Linked DNA regions of Sus scrofa: region 1 is linked to region 2. The links are chromatin contacts, called in public HiChIP or PLAC-seq maps. All regions are on one chromosome and are shown on one strand. Each heading gives the region's core, a stretch centred on a gene start, on an enhancer-like site or on the middle of the called end of the contact. The rest is flanking DNA. Distances are from core to core; before and after follow the strand shown.

Region 1 (6,227 bases), core at 1,709-4,208, 340 kb after region 2:
GTGACTTTCCTATCATTCCCTTCCCTCGGGTATCATGTACAGAGGCTCTGAGGCTCAAACCAAGCTACACCTCTGGATATCATCAGAGAAATGAAGGAATGCACCATATCATGAGTTTTCCATCCTTCTCTACTCAGGAATTGAAAACATCTCAGTAACAAAACAACTCTCAGTATCTGAAAACACACCCTTTCGGATGCTTGCTTGGAACTTTGTTTCCTGGGAAGGGCCAGCAATGTAGGAATTGTACTGTAAAGGGTGAGGAATTGAGTGTTTGGGGCAGCTGTGGTGATCAACTATAAAAGGTAGTAGAAAAATGGGAACATGTTTAAACAGTGAAGAGAGTAGAATTAAAGCATTATCAAAGCATTTTCCAAGCAAAGGACGGGTGACAACCACACCCTGACTTGGAGAACTACTAAGCACAACACAAACATCTTGCCACGACAAAATGTTTTTCTACCATTGCCATCGTTCTGGCAACTCGGCCTACCTAGAAGAATTACTCTTTCCCTGAAGTATTTTCTACCTAAGTGGCTTATTTCTATTTTAGGGACAGGGCTAATTTAATTAAATCTCTATTACTACAGGATTTTATTTTCAAGAATCCTTGTTCAAAAGTTAGGCTTTAGGAAAAATTTTCATAATCTACTCTTCAAATTGCCTCTTCATTTTAGACTAAATTCAAATGTGCCTAATTTTCAGAGGGTGAGATTAAGCATCTTCTTATTACTAACTTGGTTTGGAAGGCAGAAGAAATTAAACCCACCTCCAAATGCAACAATGTCTATTTTTCCAAGTTTATAGTGCTCCTCTTTGTACTCTGGGAGTACAGGCAACCTTAGGATAAGGATGAGGTTGCTCAAGGAGGGCTTTTGATAAACTTTATGGGAGATGCTCTGTAAACATCTGGAGGGCTAATCAGTAGGATACTGTGGTCGATCCGCTGCTAGGAACTCAAAAGTTGAATTTCCAAATTCTGTACTGATTTACTCCTGGACATGTCATTAGGTCTTTACTCATTTCATTACGTGGCTTCCTCTGCGCTCCCCTACCCGCTCCCCACCCCCGGATTCTTAGGAAATTTCGAGAACTTACTGAAGAGTTACAAGTGTCATTTAGACACATTAATTTCCAAGGTACTCAGGTTTCCTCGTCATGGCTTACACACTAGGATTCAACAGGTTTGGAAAAAAAGAAAAAGAAAAAAAGGGCACTGCGGATGGCGGTGAGAGAAAAGGGAAATTAGATTGACACATTTAATTCAATTAATCATTTGCTATTCTTTTACCATTCGGCATGATGTCCATCTCCTTCAAACCCACCTCCACCGCTCCCACCCCTTCCCTTCCAGTGGCGGAACTCAGACCTGCACTGGGTTTAACTTTTAAGCATTTGAGGGAAATATCCGCAAACCTTTCCAAAACCTGGAGGCCGGGGCAGCCCAGGAGCCGGGGCGAGCCAGGCGGATGCTAAAATGGCAGGAGGCACCCCGCGCCCGCCCGGCCCCAGGCCCCCGTCCTCCTTCCCCAAAGCTTTCATTTTTATGTGCTTTTGAGCACTCTCTGGTGCAAATACTTCAAACTGTAGGGTCACAGCAAGAATTTAAACTAATTACTTCAGTCCCTGGAATTAGAACAGACAAAATCCTTACCGGGCACGAAAATGCATGGCTGCATTTCAGGCTAAAAGAATGTGGGTTACTCACAAGAGCATGTAAGAAATTGAACCTTTAAAAATGACAAATCGTCTTTATCTTTGCCTCCTGGCAGCACCCTGGCGGCTCAAACTCAAAAAAGTTGCCCCAGAGCTCTTTAGTGTGTGGCAGGTTCGGACAAGCAGAAGGTGGTGGCAGTGTGTTTGTGTGTGTGTGTGTGTGCGCGCTCGCGCGCGTGTGTGTGTGTCGGGGTTGGGGGGGGGGCGGTAGCTCCCTCTAAGGCGCTGTCTTAAGAAATTTCGTTTCATATTCTCTCTAGGAGCCCCTGTCTTAGGAGACCGTTTTGAAAATGCACCCTGACATGCACTCTTTTCTAAACTTCTGTTCTCGCCCTAACTTAACGCTTTGTAAGTAACGAGCAGGCAGGCATTCAAGAGATTTCACCTCCTGAATTGCCAACGTGGTCGAGTCAAAGGTGGCTTCCCTGAGGGTCTCAAGATTTTTCCCTAGTGGCGGCTAACACAAAGTTAACTCTTTACTGTTGCTTTAAGAACCTCAGCATTACAACCCGTATTTTTACACCTTTTTGTTTACCGGGGGAAATTCTACGAAGAGACCACGTGGAAGTCAAGTAACCGCAAGGTCTTAACAAAGCACTTTGTTAAGAAGTCTGCTTTTCAAGGCTAGAGAACATCAATCAAGATTTCCATATGAAAAAGCACAAAGCGTAGAATTCTATAGCAAGCACTCTAGGCATCTTTGCACTTTGATTTTTTTCGTTGTAGCCAGTCAAACCCCCAACCTAGGCCCCCCAAACCACACCCCACCCCAAAAGTTACAAAGCGTCTAGACTATTACTAATTACCAAAAAAAGTGAAATTCTACTCTAAAATGAGGAACCAACCAAATATCCAGAAAGGTATGAATCTTATCTACCTGTTGCATTATTAAAAGATAACTTTTTAACAGTCAAAAAATAAATACCGTAAGTTCCATTTTAACTTTAAAACTAGACATTTCAAGTTCATCATTCCCTTTATATCATATCAAAGCTACATTTAACACTTTAAAAAACTTTAGCAAAGTTTTAATTGTAGAAAAAGAAAGAAATAGGTAAAGTCCTTTTTGAAAACTTACTCTTTCCCTTAAAAGAAGTGAAGTAGGCACGCCTCAGAGGATGAAGTAAAATGAAAAAGCAAGTTCAGGCACTCAGACCTGTCTATTTAAAGTTTAAAAGTCTGCTGCTGTTTGGTACTTTCCTCACTCCTTCCCCCTAATGAAAGAAAAGTGCTGATACCTCGTAAAAGCTTTTTTCTTACTTGGAGCACTGAGCTTTTAAAAGTTTCAAGCCACTGACTCAACAAGGAGGAGGGGCTAGGAGAAAGGGGTGGGGAAGAGGAAAGGCGGGCGGGAGAGTGGCGAGGAGGCCGGCAGCCGAGAGGGGTGGGGCGGGCGAAGAGGCAGAGGAGTAGCTAGGTCCAGATGAAGTCCAACTTTAAAACTGCTGACGAGAGACATGAAATGGCATTAGAGACCTGAATGCCATTACTTGTAGTTACTTCTTACAGTAACAATTACGGGTTTTAGTTAGTGCTTTTTTCACCCAAAGTCCAGGGATAATAAAAAGTAATGTATTTTATATTATTACTACCTTTTCTAAGATTTTATTTCCTGTAATATATGTATATATTACACTAAATTAAAGTGGTGGAAAAGTGTACAGCCAGGGCAAACTTCCTATTGGCCAAGGTGTGTGTAAAGGTGGGTGTGAGTGAGTTATTTGATGAGCTAATTCCTCCCCTCTTAGTTTAAAGGGACAATTAACAAAGGAAATGGAGATGGGATTGAGAAATTTGAAAAACGAACATTTTAGGATGGTATGCCCATCCCAAATCCACCTCTCAACTCCTTGACTGCTTTAAATTTCATTCTTTCCCACAGTTTTGCAAAAAATATATATATTTATATTCATAACTGTATTATAATACTTTTTGACTGTTAAATCTTCCTATCTGACCTCTACCAAATCTCTGGGGAACTGAAAATTTATAATATCCTAGCCCCATTCATGCCAAAAATGAACTCTCTTTTGTAGTGAAATGTCAGGATATTTTTTATGGAAAATTCAAATGTTAAGGCCCGAAACTCTCAGCTTTCCTTGAGACCATCTCTCTCCTTAAAACCCACTGGAGAGTTTTCTGCTGCTGACCACAGAGATCTGGGTATAGTTTTTATGTGCTTTTCCACCACTTCCAGGGCCCTCCCTCTTCAACAGTCTGCACTAGGGTTTATAACAGCCTGAGTCATGTGTCCTCAGTCTCAGAGTGGCCGGGTCCTTTGAGGTCTGTTCAGAGGCTACACTAGAGGGCTGTGGTAGGAGAGTTCCTCATAAACTGGCTTCAGTGATGCTCCTGGGGTTGGGCAGGGAACTCTCTTGGGCATTATTCTCTGGAAATAAAGCAAACTCATCCAGCGGGGATACTCCTTACTAATACAAATACTAGGAGGAAAAAAAAAAAACAAGTAGGATAGGAAGTATTTTCTGATAGATACCTTTGCCTAAATTTCATTTCATTGAAATGACTAATAAGGCACTTTTTGAAAGGTTGTAGTTTTAATACACAATTTTGCTCTTTCATTTGCTGGCTATTCTGTTTCTAAGGGTACATTTTTCTTTATGTTAAGGAAGAGGAAAAAAGAAATAGAAGTTGTACTCTAACTTTCAAGTCTTCAAGCTTAGCAATCCATAAATACTCTTTTGCTCTTGTATTTATAGTGTCTTTTCCTTCAAATGAGTCTATGGTTTTGTCCTAAGTAAAAATTACTTCCTTTGATTCAGAACACATTCATGAAAATATGATTTATTCTTTTTAAGAACACCTGTTTTCCTTTTCTCCCTCTTAAAAAAAAAAAAGTCTGTGCTTCATTCAATTTGCATAATTATTTGGGAGTTCCCATTGTGGCTCAGCAGGAACAAATCTGACTAGTATCCATGAGGATGTAGGTGCAGGTTCCATCCCTGGCCTCACTTAGTGGGTGGGGGATCTGGCATTGCCTGTTAGCTGCAGTGTAGATCACAGATGAGGCTTGGAACCTCCATATACCAGGGGTGCGACCCTAAAAAGCAAATAAATAAATAAATAAAATTACATAAATATTTTCTTTATTTTTGTACAATTATTTATCAAGCACAATTATTACTGAAATCATCCATTTTATTTAAAAAATTTCCTAAAATGTTAATTCAGAATTAGTTGCATTAAAGAAAAGTTGCAACTGGCTATTCTATAACAGGATTTTTTTAAATGAAAAAATCGTGTTAAATTTCCAATTCTGTTCTGTTAGGTGTATAGAAGGATGTTGTTATCTCAGCATTCTAGCATCTTTCCTTTTTAGTCTGTTGCCTATGTGACCAATTTGAAAGAGATAGAGGAACTTCTTGATACCAAATTAAGTTATTCATGGAAATCACTTGATTTATTTTCTAGGCCAAAGGGATTATTCATGTTAGCCAATAATTAAATAACAAGTTCTCTTAACATATGGAATGTACTATATCTTTTATTTCTAAAATGATTTTCTCAAAATCATTCATAAAAGATGAAGATATTCTTTGTGATCTTCTCTTCTTTTGGAATAATGGCACCAAGAGTGGCAATAATGGCACTATGAGTAATAGTGCTCAAGAGGAGCTGGGTCACTGTGAATGGCTTCCCTGCTGGAACAATGACAACAGTTATTATTCAAGGACACCTTGTAACTTCTCCAAATGTCTACCAGCAACTCTTATACTTCATACTCTAGCACTGCTGGTAAGTTACGTTTTGACCAATAACATATTTTTAGTATTTTTTAAAATAAGGTATCCTATTTATCTGAAGCTTATTTTCATTGGGATGTTTTGCAAAACTTGTGGGACAGACTTTTTAAATGTGTTTTTCTCATAGTCTCAAAAATGCCGATGCCATTTCATGAATATAAACACTGACTTTTCAGAACTGTACCTTCTCTGATTGCCAGGCCTCGTCCATGCAGAAGAAATGGATGTGGCTTGATGTGCTAGGCAATACCACTCTTTGAGGGATAAGGGACAGTCACTGAGGGTTCTGTTATCTGCAGTTTCTTTAGATGCCACCGTGAGCCAGGCTTTAGACTCTGTTTTATCCATGTTGCTCTGTGCACTGAGAAACACATGTTATTGGCACAGAGAAGAAGAGGATATTTTTCAGAATCGTGAGAAGTATTTCTTAATATGAAAACCAACTGCATTTAAACTTTTTCACCTTTGTTTCAAAATAGCATTTTTGGAAATATTAATAGATACATGGATTAATTTTTAAGGACTTTCTTTATCTTACACAAAACATTAAAAAATAGTTGATGGCTGTAGACTGAAGATTAAAAAGGAGAATACTGTAAAGACAGAGGAGTGAGTTATAAGGGTCTGAACTAGGGTATTAGGAGTAAGAAAGGACAAGAAGGTAGAATTACCAGAACTTGATGACAGCTTGAATGGGGAGGACAAGGGCGAGGAGTGTGGAGACTGATTCTGGAGTTTTGATTGGAAAAA
Region 2 (5,872 bases), core at 1,238-3,737:
GCTAATCAGGCAGATAGTTCTCTCTCTGTATAGTGTTGGAATCAGGACAAATCCTCACACTCACTTCCTGTGGACTGGGTTTAAGTTCTGAGGGTTCAGGGGTAATTTTATTTGAGAGGAGAGAATGGCTGAAAGAGCAATAAATGTTGCTGTTGTTGTTTTCTAAAAAAGTGTAAGGAAAGGTGATTGATAGGGAGAGGGGTTGGAGATGACCATGTTATAACCATATCTGTTTCCTGAACTTTGAAACAGGTCATGCTAGGCTGTAGTCTGTTCAAGCTCTTCATTCTACTGAAGCTCAGAGGAGCAGGAGCTGTAAGGATCTCTGTAGGATGTATTCCTAAAAGCCAAATGACCCCTCCTTCAACGCTCAAGCCAAGTTCATTGTCATCTTGTTCTATCTTAAAAACAGAACATATTTCTTACTGCTTTGCCAAGCAAGATCTAGCTTATAAACTAATGAAAATCAGGAAACTTCCTCTTTTTCTTCAAACACATATATCTTCATTCATCTGAGCTATGTTTTTCTGACTTTTGGGATTACAAAAGAAAACACATAGCCCTTCATTAAGCAGACTCAGCAAATAGCACTTCAGTTTCGTAACAAAGCCAGTATTATGGCAGAGAAGTCATGATGTACAATACTGCCCAATTAATTTCAACAGGTGCAATAATAAAAGATTTCTTTCATGATGCTGGTTGACAAATATTTAAAGGTATTTACCTGACTTGCAGTGAACACATTTCTATTCCAAGACCATAAAAAAAATAAATCGAATTTTAAAAAAATCTTAAAACTGTCTGTATGGTTACCAAAGAAGGTTAGAAGACTTCAATAAAGCCTGTTGTTTTTGACTGAATTCTCACAATTGCCTTTTTTTGTAAGCTGTCATAGTTTAACTTCCTTGACCCCTGAAGCTATCACAGAAAAGAGTTGAAATTTCTTATGAAAAAAGTTTCACACAACTAAGATTTTCATGGTGTATCTAGTTGAACATTAAAAAAAAAAAATGTTCTTAATTAGCTACAATTCTGTATGGGAAAAACAACCACTATGATTACTCAGGGAACAGATAAGCCTCCCCATGTTCCTTCTAAATAACAACATTGCATAAGATAAAAAGAAGAAAACATCTATTTTATTTTGAAGTAATCACCAAAAGAGCTTGCCTGATGCGATTATAAAAAAGTCCAATGTGGGCTCAGAGTTAAGTTACTTTTTTATGTTGAAAGTGCCACTGCAAGGGAGGGAATGGAAAAAAGGCAGTCCTTTTACAACTTTTTCAAGATTGCAAGGCAGTGCTGCGAACATCAGAGGCTACATTCAGCTCCTTGGCTAGGACAAAGGCAAGGCCAGAACCAAGTGGATGCAGAATGAATAAAGAAAATGCCTGGTATTCAAGGGCCAACTCTCAGCTGGGCTTCAGGATTGCCATTTCAGTTTTCAAGGGTAGAGAAATCTACCTATGTTTGCGAAAATTTGTGTATTTCTACTGTGAGTGGAAAATGGCTTCGTCCTTTGCTTATTTGGTCTCTGATCTTCAATTTCTCCATCTGGAAGGAGGAAAAAGCAGATAGAGAAAAACTACCATGGGGCAAGTTTTTATTTTGTTTTCTCTCTCTTTTTTAAAAATTTGTATTGGACTAGAGGTCAAAACTGATTTGGACTGAAAAGTACTGGCATGGCAGAAAAAGTCTCCATTGAAGGAAGTCGTGATGGATGTCCTCCTGATTTTGTTCACACTGTTGTCCACAAACCTCTTGTTCAAATTCCTGCCCAAGTCTGGCTCTGCCGGGAGACTTTCCCAGACAACCTCACCCCAAAGTGATCTTCTGAATCATATCACTTACCACTGACAATGCCTATTTGTCATTAAATGCTTATGGTCTTGAATTAGCTCTGGGGGATGTTGTTTGACATGACTGAAACTTTCTAGTGAAGAATTTCAGCAGAAAAGTGAAACCATGTATCTGCTACTCAAAGAAAAGTTCAGTCCAGAGATATAAAGGTGGAAATCATAAAAAAAAAAAAAAGTGGTGATTGAAACCAGAAAAATTAATGAGAGTACATAAACAAAGAAATGCAAAGCAAGAAAGAAGAGAATTTGAAGAGGGTTCTGAAGAAGGCCACTACTTAAGAAGAATAGAATAGAAAAATTAGTGAAAGAGGAATTTGCAGGGTCAGAAAAGCAGAAAGAATGTTGCTTTTTGTAATCTTTTACAGAAGAAGAAATTGTGTAATTGGTGATTTCAGCATTTTCCAGAACATTTACCACAATTCTTTGCACATAGTATATGCCCTAAATATTTACTTGGTGCACAAGACATGAGGAATAAATTCACATAAATATTTTTATTATTTTTCTTTTGATTGTTATGTTCTTAGCAATCACCCCCGTGCCACTCCTATTCCTTTTTTTTTAATTCCATCTTTTCTGAGAAGTCACTGCGGGGTTTCTGTTATTGGCAGACTCTAACCTCTAGGGGGAGCTCAAGGAGAGGAGGACTGAATAAGGGTCACGTCTAAGGCTACATTGGGTCATGGTAGTAGTAGACTGAGTTTTTGGTGAATTAGCAGGGAATTAGAAGGAATTAGCCTCCACTAGGCTGAATCGTTAATTCTTTTGAAATCTCGCCTTTTTAAAAATTTCACATGACAGAGAGCAGATCCAGGCTTGACTCTTACTTGGAAAAACTGCCCTAACCTGAAAAAACTGTAGGGTAGAATTCAAGGTTTAAAAATAATGGCCAAAAGACTGCATTTCACTCAAGGTAAGTGACTCTGAATGTCTATTTGTGTGAATGTATATGTGTGTGCATGTGTGTTTTCGAGAATTTGAACTTTGAAACGGGAACAAACTTACCACTCCCTCAAGTTTTTACAACTCCATTCATCTTCTATCTGGCCTTCATCACAGATTTTTGTTATATTTTTTGTCTCTATAGGCAATTGAGTTTGCAAATATTGTTTAAGTTTGGAAAAGTACGTTTTTACAATTTGCCCTCTCAGAGCCTTTATGGTTCAATATCTCAGAGTTCCTCTTGTGGCGTAGCAGAAATGAATCCCACCAGGAACCATGAGGTTGCAGGTTCCATCCCTGGCCTGGAGGAGTGGGTTAAAGATCTGGTGTTGCCATGAGCTATACTGTAGGTAGCAGATGAGGCTCAGATCTGGCATTGCTGTGGCTGTGGCTTAGGCTAGCAGCTGTAGCTCTGATTAGACCCCCTAGCCTGGGAGCCTCCATATGCTGCGGGTGCAGCCCTAAAAAGACAAAACACAAAAATAAATAAATAAATAAATAAATGTTCGATATCTCATACATTCCTACATTTCTCATCAGGAAAAACAACAACAACAAAAACAATTTCCTTTCTCGGAAGATGTGTTTTGCTCCATGTAGGGGAGTTTAGCAGGATAGATAGTGAGAGCTAAAATATTGCCTGCCATGACAGTAAACAAAGGATGTTGCAGCCACCAAGCCATCACATTGCAGCCAACTGGACAGCGAGCCCTGAGGAAACTCAGGATGGAGACAAATGGGCTGCTCACTGCGAAGCCCATCTAAGCAGTCAGCAGCTTCAGCTACCCCCTATGGTGCCCCCTGAGAAAACAGAGTATTGGCCCAGATAGCTGAGGTGAATATCAAAGGGGTGATTTCAGTGAGCTCAAACTCTTGCATCTTCCCATTCACAGAAAAGCACTAAATTCCTTAATGTAAAATGTATGGTTTTTTTTTTTTTCTTTTACTTTTTAGCCACATATGGAAGTTTCAGGCTAGGGGTGAAATTGAAGCTGCAGCTGCTGGCCTACACCACAGCCACAGTAACAAGGTATCTGTCTGCGTCTGCAAAACACACCACAGCTCACAACAATGAAGGATCCTTAAGCCACTGAGCTGGCCAGGGATCTAACCTGTATCCTCATGGATATTAGTCAGGTTCATTCCTGCTGAGACCCACAAGGGACACTCCTGAGTTCCTTTAATTGTTAATAATCCTTTGATGTTCTGACTGCTTGGTCTTTTGTTGAAAACTCCTATACATCCTAGCTCCCCATCATTGCCTCTCTGGAAAAGTTTTCAGTGTTGTTCGAGCTGTTGTGTCCTGGGCTTGAAGTCCTCAGAAAATCATCGGAGTAAAACATAACCCTCAAATTTTAGGTAGTGCTTTTTTTTTTTTTTTTTTCTTTCAGTCAATGGTACGTAATCCTTTGCACAAACCACAGAATTTGCCAGTCTGTCCTAGCTCTTTTGCTTTTGGGTTCAGTGTTTCCACTTGAACTGAGTTGAAATGATGGGAGCATCCCTCTTAAAGGGAACAAGGGTGGATCCTTCTTACGGATTGTGAATCATTGTTTCCTTATTGTCACTGAAAAATGTAATAGAGAAGACAAGATCTGAAGACAAAGTGTTCAGTATTACATGTTAGTCAAACCTTGTTTTTTTTTTACACTTGGAAAGAAAAGAAAGGATGCTGAAGTGAAAGCCTCCCTCTGTAGCTCTGTGATCACAGCCAAGGCAGGAGACTTCCCCAACCCAGAGGAGCATTCCAAAGCAGAAAGGATTAGGCAACCTCCACAAAGCAGGCACGCCGCCATTGGTCTGGGTTTCCCAGTGTAAAAAGCTCTTCTTCTGTTCTAAAAGGACAAACAGTTCAAGTCTCACCACGGGTAACTGGGAAAGTAGGGTAAAAAAGGATCTTCCAAACAGTAAACTGCCTATTTGTTTGATGATTATTTTGCAAGCCCAGTAAACAGATCTGTTTAAATCATCCATCCAGTCAAAAAAAAAAAAAAAAAAAAATCCGCCAATTACCTACCACATGGTGAGGGCTCTGCACCTGCACAGAGGTGTAAGACAAGATCCCCACCCCAGAGAGCTGATAGTCTAGCACTGCTGGCAAATATGAGTGAATTTCTCATTTCCACCATGACCCACAGTAATATTTTATGTTGAATCCATTTTCTTGAGAGCATTGTGAATCCATTGATCATAATCTCTACAATAAGAACAAGTAGCTAATATTAGTTCCCAGGTATGAGGCATTCTAGACATATTTTAAAATGTTGATTTTTTCAGCACCCCATGGCAAAGATTTTAAATGGATTTGATCAAAAGTCAAAAGGAGCCCTTTCACATGCTCTTGCTGAGAAACTTGGCATTGGGACTGTACCTAATTGAGAGACTTTGTTGGCTGAAGTGTGTTGGCTCCAAGCCCAATCACAGGACCCCTTGGAACAATGAGTAAGGCCATTAGTGTGCATGCCTAATCCCTAGTGACCTTGTGAAAGTCTCCCTCTTTCTTGGGATTTGCAGGTCCCATGGTTCCGTAGCATGGGAGAGTGACACGTTAATCCTGTTCTCTTTTCTCTCTCATCCTTACAGATTGCTACAGGCCATGGACTGTCCTATAAGTGGAGACTGAGTCATTTTTTTTTAACAACTTGACAGTGAAGCTTACATCAGAGTATGTTAAAATTATAAGTGCTATTAACTTTGAACAGCAATCTGACTATAAATTTTCTTTTGGCCTATGTAATAACTCTCCTCCTTTTTTAAAGACACCCTTATTAAGACATACCCCAAATGTAGCTAGTTTAAATACTACCCATTAAATTTTTTCTTTAATCTTTATTCCTTTTTCTTAGAATCTTACTACATATTGGATTTGTACTTTTTTTTTAGTATCTTTAGAGTGACTGACCAAATGCAGTAACTAGCTGTCTTAAATACACCTAGAGTATTACTTAATACCTCAGAAATTCCCTCTATAGTTTTGTATTTAAAAAAGCAGAACAGGGGAGTTCCCATTGTGGCACAGTGGAAACTAACCCAACTGCTGTCCATGAGGACATGGGTTCCATCCCTGGCCT

The links. HiChIP or PLAC-seq counts read pairs in DNA pulled down with a chosen protein or histone mark.
Region 1: a contact with region 2 is called in an H3K27ac HiChIP or PLAC-seq map of alveolar macrophages. The contact joins the promoter of GJA1 here to the enhancer-like site in region 2. A contact is called at or near these places in 1 of 5 promoter capture datasets (liver), 21 of 47 Hi-C or Micro-C datasets (adipocytes, alveolar macrophages, brain and 14 more) and 2 of 2 datasets of contacts at active chromatin or transcription factors (alveolar macrophages and skeletal muscle).

Annotation. Positions count from the first base shown.
Region 1 is chr1:40,999,171-41,005,397 of Sscrofa11.1, forward strand. It overlaps GJA1 (gap junction protein alpha 1), which reads right to left and starts at 2,959. Exons shown (of 2, transcript NM_001244212.1): 1 at 2,795-2,959.
Region 2 is chr1:40,659,749-40,665,620 of Sscrofa11.1, forward strand. LOC102158650 (a long non-coding RNA gene) reads left to right here. Exons shown (of 3, transcript XR_001305940.2): 1 at 1-2,772. Among named protein-coding and RNA genes, the nearest start is that of GJA1, 340 kb to the right of the region's middle. Within about 2 kb of position 2,488, at least 7 of the 83 cell types and tissues checked have an H3K27ac peak or open chromatin away from gene starts, as enhancers often do. A contact at or near this core is called in alveolar macrophages, omental adipose tissue and retroperitoneal adipose tissue, where this site is marked.